Linked DNA regions of Rattus norvegicus: region 1 is linked to region 2. The links are chromatin contacts, called in public Hi-C maps. All regions are on one chromosome and are shown on one strand. The core of a region is the stretch at or near the end of the contact, and the rest is flanking DNA. Distances in the headings are between cores, read along the strand shown.

Region 1 (3,224 bases), core at 683-3,182, 56 kb before region 2:
AATGCTAGGCATGGCAGCATAGGCATGCAATCCAGTACTTGGGAGCACGAGTTCAATGTTGGCTTAGGCCACATAACCAGACCCTGTCTCAAAGGAAAAAGAAAATTCACAAAGGGCAGCCACAATATTGTACTGATCTCATTCTGAGGCAGCTGAATAAAGAAAGACTCCATATGCTAGAACAGTTTCTTTGATCACTGAAAGCTAATAGCTTTATTACCTAGAGTTTCCTTCTTGCTTCCCAATTCCTTCTGTTTGGAAATTGTCCCTTTTCAAGTGCACATGTTTAATATGGACATTAAAAGAAGAGTCTGTCCCTTACTCTGTCAGTTTATAATTTGAGTAATAATATGCAGTAACCCATCTTTGCATTTTGAATGTCAGCTATGATGAGTTTAAGAGCTCTTGATTTCACCCAATTCAGTATGTGCTAGTTTTCTTAAGTTACTGGGGTGGGTGTCTTTTTTTCTTTCATAAATAAAAATGGGCTCCTTTTCTAGGAGTTCTTGGGGCTCATTCATTTAGCTCTATGTTTCTCTTGAGGGTCCTAATCTTTTCTTTGGCTCACCTTCTGTCGCCCTCCCTTTGGTCTCCCGAGGGAGATTAGTTTCCTTTGAATGTCATTAACACTTTATAATTAGCCAGGAAGTCAACAAGAACACCAAATGTCCTTTTCCCATCACTGACGAACAGTTTTGTTTTGTGTTCTGCAGCCCAGGCAGGAACTGGTTGGGATATGACGCCCTCCATCAGAAGAGAGTGATTGATTCCACAGAAGCTCCTGACACGCCCTGCCAGGCTCAGAACTGAACAAGCCTTTCTTTCCAGTCACGTGGTTAATGCTTTTGTGCTGCACAGCTTATTCCCTCCACAGCTTCCTCCTAAGACACAACAGGAGAGAACCAATAATGTTTCTGAAAGGCAGAATGCAAAAAGTCCCCAGATTCACAGTCTGGCAGACCCAAAAGCAAGACGGAACTCAGCTAACATACTTGCCTTCTTCATCAGGTTGTAACGTATAATTTGCATATAGTAACTTTCACCTGCAAGCCTGGTATTTGGAATTATATTTTCTATAATCTGTAATGGAAATTACATTCTATTTAAAGCCAGGAAGTGGGGATTGTAAGCCTCCCCTCAGTCCCCCACCCTTGTCACAGTGTCTCTGAACGTTGTGTGATCTGTAGAATGCGAGCATGTAAGAGCATGTTTGGCCTGGTGGTGTAAACTTGTAATCTCAGCTACTCTGGAGGCTGAGGTAGGAGAATTTCAACTTCATGGCCTGCCTGGGTAATCTAATGAGACTCTGTTTAAAAAAAAAAAAACAAGACTGGAAGATAGCTTTGTGGTTCAGTATTTCCTAGGCATGCGCAGGGACCTAGGTTCAATTCCCAGTACTAGGAAAAAATAATGAAGAACCTAAAAAAAATCCTTTCTGTGATACTCATCTACAGTTTAATGGGTCAGCAGCAAATTCGATTGCCTGCTACCATGCCAGATGACCTGAATTCAAGTCCAGTGGCCTACCTGGTGGAAGGAGATGCATAAACACACACACACACACACACACACACACACACACACACACACACACACGGTGGGGGGGAAGATGGAAGGAGGGAGGGGGAGGGAGAGGGAGAGGAAGGGAGAGGGAAAGAGGGAGAGAGAGGAGGGGGGCACACACAGACAGAAACAGACAGAGACAGGGAGACAGAGACAGACAGAAAAAAAGAATAGGTAGTAAATAAAACAAACTAATCTGAAGCAAATGTCTTCTTGAAAGACACTTGAGAACTTTGTGGTGGAAGTTTCCTGTCTAAAGGAGAAAACTCTACAGCTCAAAGTTCTTTGACAGTTGCTGCTGGAAGAATCTCAAAGCATAGGAATGAGCGGTTCGCAGCCCTGTTCCTAAGCTAAACTATGCCTCATGCCTCACTGCTTTTGCCAGCCCTGTCTTTGATTTGGCTCAAACACTGGGAACAGGGAGTCAGGCTTCTCAGCAAGTCCAGGCCTTCTTGGATAGGGGCCAGATCACTGTGAGTAAAGACTGGGCAGGCAAACAAGCTTCCGTTCTTAACAGAAACAATCTCCTTCCGCTCTTCTTTCAACCTGATGTCAGCTGAAAGACACCAAGAAGAAAATGTCCACCATTCTTCAGTTATAGATTTGGGGGAAGGGGGCTCTGTTTCATCAGCATCGAAAGAAGTGTCTGAGCATAGTGAAATGAACTTCTAGTTCATTCTGCTTTTGTTGTCTCTCCTTCCCTAAAAGGACTCAATGAGTGCTTGGAAGGAATGGAGTGCATACACCTCCCTGGCTAGTCTATGGCTGAAACTGGTACAGGCCATCAGGATGAGGCACTGATCTTTAAGTATTTGGAAATTGTTATCCCAGTGTAAACTCCTGGCTTGATAGCCACAGTGGCGGGAGGAGACTTAGCCTGTGGCCCTTCTCCTCCAGGTGGGCACAAAGCCTAATTGATAGACGTGAGAAAAGGAAGGGGATTTCCAGGCAAAGGATGACCTCATTCCTTAAGTTCTGGCTATTCATGGCAGCTTTGGTTTTCTTTTAATTTTTTTGAAAGTGGATTTCCATGAGACCCTTAGGAATTTGAGAAAAACACATCAAAGTCTAGATCACTCCAGTTTGTATGAGCCGGTCAGACTCAGAGCTCCCCCATTAAGATGACATCAGGTAGTGACTGACACATTTCTCTGTTTCTGAATCTTACATAGCACATTCTAACATGCCACCTTTATTTTTATGGTGCTTGCTGTCTGTTTTCTCTCCTTCAAATGCAAGAGCATGGGAGATAGGACTCATACAAAACAATGAAGAATTTGTAATATTATCACCCGTGTGTTCACCAATCTTCCCGTGGCCTCTTCTGTGTTTATTGCTACATCATATATGTCACCTATGACAGTGCCACGGGTGCATATAGAACATCAAAACTCATCCAAGCACATAGTTAAAAAAGGCCACTTGTTGTATGTCATTAATACCTCAATGGAGCTGAAAATAAACATTTAAAACAGTCTCTTCTAATGCCTCCATCAAAAACTATCATGAGAGCCTAATGGTCAGTTTAACTGGTTATTTTGGGTCTCATTTTTCGTTTTTCTATGACAGCATCAGGATTTTACCACAAGTCATCAAGACTGCATATGTTATCTTGGTGCTAACAAAGTATTGTTATGCTTCTCATGGTCACATTTTAAGAT
Region 2 (3,363 bases), core at 310-2,809:
AAAAAAAAGATGGAGGCTTAGAGCACCGTCTAAAATGACACGATGTTCATTTAAAAAAAATCTCTTTTCATCTTATAAAATTTCTAGAAGGATACATAGTAGCCACGCTGAGCAAGACATACTCAACCAAAGCAGTTACCCAATAAATGTATTTGCATAACAGAATAATAAATATTCCATTATTAAATCACTGAAGCCCGGCGCTTGTTGGCTGCAAAACAGTTTTTAATTAACCTTTGCAGGCCATATTCATCATCATCAACTGTCGGCTCCTCCCCCGAACCCCCCATCCTCCCCGCGGCCCCTCCCTTCCTCCTCCCGACTGCAGCTCCCGCTCTGCTCCCGCCCAGCCGGCTCTGAAAATGGGCGAGGGCGAACAGCTTACTTTCTTTTGAAGGCAGAGGATTTTTCTCTTGTGTTTCTGTCTTCTTCAACTTCGACTTATCGAATTTCTCGATCTCAGCCATATCGGGTTTGTCAGACATGGTTGCTGGAAGGAGCTGCAGGTACAAAACGAAGACCAAAGCTAAGAAAGAGGAACCCACCCTCGCCTCTCCCAGTTCTGAAAGCACCCCAAACGCGCGCGCCCGAAACCCCAAAGCCTAAAATCCTATTGCCTTGTTGACTCCTCGCTAAAGACCTTAGTCTTTCTATAGGAAAAAAAAATCTTCCCCCTTAATATTCTCAAAGTGAAGAATCAAAGAGTGAAGGTGGAAATACTCAAAGGTATTTCCGTAGAATAAAATTCATCATTGCGGAATCTTAACATTGTAGTGTTGAAAAATTAAAATTGGGATAGAACGAAGCCACTTCCAGTTTAAGAGGAAAAAGTCTAGTAAAATCTCTTAAAATAGAGCCAAGGTCGCAAAACGGGGCTGGCTCCCCAAAAGATACCAGGCGGTCCAGCTTTCTCCTCCTCACAAAGGCGAGGGAGCTGACGCCGCCAGCTGCCGACCACCGCCCTACTCGCTTCCTCTCCTCCTCCTGCCCAACAATGCAGCCTCGGCACACAAAGCTGCCTCCCCACTTCTCGCAAACGCATCTTGATCTGCATGCAGGGGCCATTTGACCGCCTTTGCATACATTCCTCTGCAAGGGCTTCCCAATTTTCACGCTAAAGGCCGGCCGGGTAGGTTAAACCTGCCACAGATAACAGCCCTCGAAGCCATCAGGCGTTTAAGGGGAATGCAGAGCGTTTGAACAAAGGATCTTTCTATTTCTGATTAATTACAGCCAGTTAAGTAAAGGAAAACACTTCGGAGAGAGGGTCGAGGAGAAAAAACCAATTCCCCTCTAAGCTGCGCAGCAGAATGCCCGATTTTTTTTGGGGGGGGGCTTTTTCTTATCATCGATTTCCCTTCCCGTTACTCAGATACCCCCTGCCCCGGTCCCCCGAAACAACCTTGCCTGGAAGTACCCCTTGGACTTCGCTTTAAGGATGAGGCAAGCGCCTCCGCCGGAGAGGCAGGGAAGGATAGAAGGAAGGGGCCCTGGGGCTCACCTGAGCGAGCTGGGCGAACAAGGAGAGACGATCTGCTCAGAGGCCGCTGCCGACTGTCGGGAGGGGCGCGGCGAGCGCCGTTTTATGCGCGCTCATATGCAAATGAGGTGATGTCACCCGCTGTCCCGCTTAACTCCTTCACGCCGCGTCTCCGGAAGGGCGTTCAGAGGCCTGTCGGACCCCCCCCCTCCCCAACCCCCACATCCCCATCCACCAGGGCCCTTGAACCACATCGATGGCGGAACTAGAAACGGAACAAACGCCTTCAAAATGCCCCTTCCCCCATTTGACGTCTATTTTATTATCCTGAACTTTTGCAATAGCCGCCCAAACCTGTTCTTAAGGATTAATGCGTGATAACTAAGGTCCCGAGTGGCACCTAAGGGGACAGACATTTTTTTACTTAGAAACCGGCTTTGTCTGCAGCCAACGCCCGCATCATAGGGTGCGGTGTCCCGCGTACAAGGGCTGGTGGGGTCTGATTCCTATGACTCAGCTTTCAGACCAGTGGACCGCATTCGCCCGCCCCACCCGGCCCTCTTTGTCTCCCTCGCTTGTCTTCCCCCTTAATATGAGAGGGTGATAAAGGAACCCTGGGTGGATTTTTAAAAGAAAAGTTTTAGCATTGCAGCATCTATATTGTTTGCTGTAATTTCTGTGAGCAATCGAGTTAACTAACATTTGCTAGGTGTAAGCTAATTGGGAGCTTTATGGAGAGCACAGCCTGCCCCTTAAAAATTAAATCAAATTCAACTTTTGCTGTTGACTGACAATAAGGAAGTTCATTTCTGTTTTATTTTCATCAATTAAAAGTGATTTCTAATGAAAGCCACGGATTCCCGAAGATCACAAGATCCTTTAGCTTTACTATCAGGATTGAAACAGAAGTGCGAGCTAGGTTTTGAGGGAAAGGTTTTCAGCAACACATGTGGACGATTCAGGTAGAGAGGTGCTGGTTTCAAAATGGCACCTGAGTCGGCGAGTACCAGGGACCTACTTGCTACTAAAAAGTAATTGCAGGTACCAAGCTTGTGCCTGCAAGTGGTAGGTGATAGGAAGAAGCTACGTAGGATATTAAAAAGCATCCTTGGGATTATTTCGGAGACATCGAGAACTATAAAACATTTCTTCTCCTTTTCTGTGCTCTGGAGGGATGTTTCCAGAAAGCCTTTGCTAAGCATTTTTTATGACAGAGGCTTTGCCTCTCTGGCAGTGAGTCAAGTGTTATAAGGACCCTAAACTGGTACTGCTGGGGCAGCTTGGACTTCCCCATTTCTTCATCTACTTCTCTTTTTACTTAGGAGGAAGGAGATGGGGGTAGGCAGGAGCAGGTGACCCATGTGGTTTCCCAGTTAATGCTCTACTTGGGAGACCGCCTTTCTGCCCTTTGCATGGGCCCTGGACCTGTTTGAGCGTGCATTAGATGTCACCTCTCGGGTAACACATCCCCTCTCTCCCCGTGTTCACTAGAAGGGAGTTTACTGCATTGTTGAAACACAGAACGGATCTTGCGGGATGCATTCCTGACCTCTTCTGCTTGGCCTCTGCAGTTACACTGACACCATTTTGGTGGGTCATTGGATTCCATGTCCCTTCACTCAGCTGTCCCTGCCTCTGTGTCTTCCTACGTCAAAGGAATGCCATAGCCTTGACCCTGGTTGCCTGTTTGCCTTAGGAAAGATGAGCCTTTACAGAAGTTATGCGGCCAGAGGAGATTGAAGAGTGGACTCTGTAAACATCTAGAGTTTTCTACTTTCATAACAATGTAGCAGGCAGATTATTTTAGCTGCTGACTGAAAAAGAACAGGCAGGCTGTAAGAGAGGAAGCAACTTGCCCGGGGAACTGAGGGTGATAGAGATAG

What was found. A called contact is a pair of places that touch in the nucleus more often than the background predicts.
Region 1: a Hi-C map of liver shows a contact between it and region 2, with 9 times the contacts expected there. The contact joins the enhancer-like site here to the promoter of Tmsb4x in region 2. A contact is called at or near these places in 5 of 12 Hi-C or Micro-C datasets (the A7r5 cell line, the Rat2 cell line, frontal cortex and 2 more) and 1 of 1 datasets of contacts at active chromatin or transcription factors (oligodendrocytes).

The regions. Positions count from the first base shown.
Region 1 is chrX:30,815,834-30,819,057 of GRCr8, reverse strand. No RefSeq gene overlaps it. Among named protein-coding and RNA genes, the nearest start is that of Tmsb4x, 56 kb to the right of the region's middle. Within about 2 kb of position 1,932, at least 52 of the 93 cell types and tissues checked have an H3K27ac peak or open chromatin away from gene starts, as enhancers often do. A contact at or near this core is called in the A7r5 cell line and liver, where this site is marked.
Region 2 is chrX:30,759,807-30,763,169 of GRCr8, reverse strand. Tmsb4x (thymosin beta 4, X-linked) reads right to left here and starts at 1,559. Exons shown (of 3, transcript NM_031136.2): 1 at 1,502-1,559; 2 at 386-500. The coding sequence starts at 485. It overlaps LOC134484016 (a long non-coding RNA gene), which reads right to left. Exons shown (of 4, transcript XR_010061311.1): 4 at 2,757-3,363.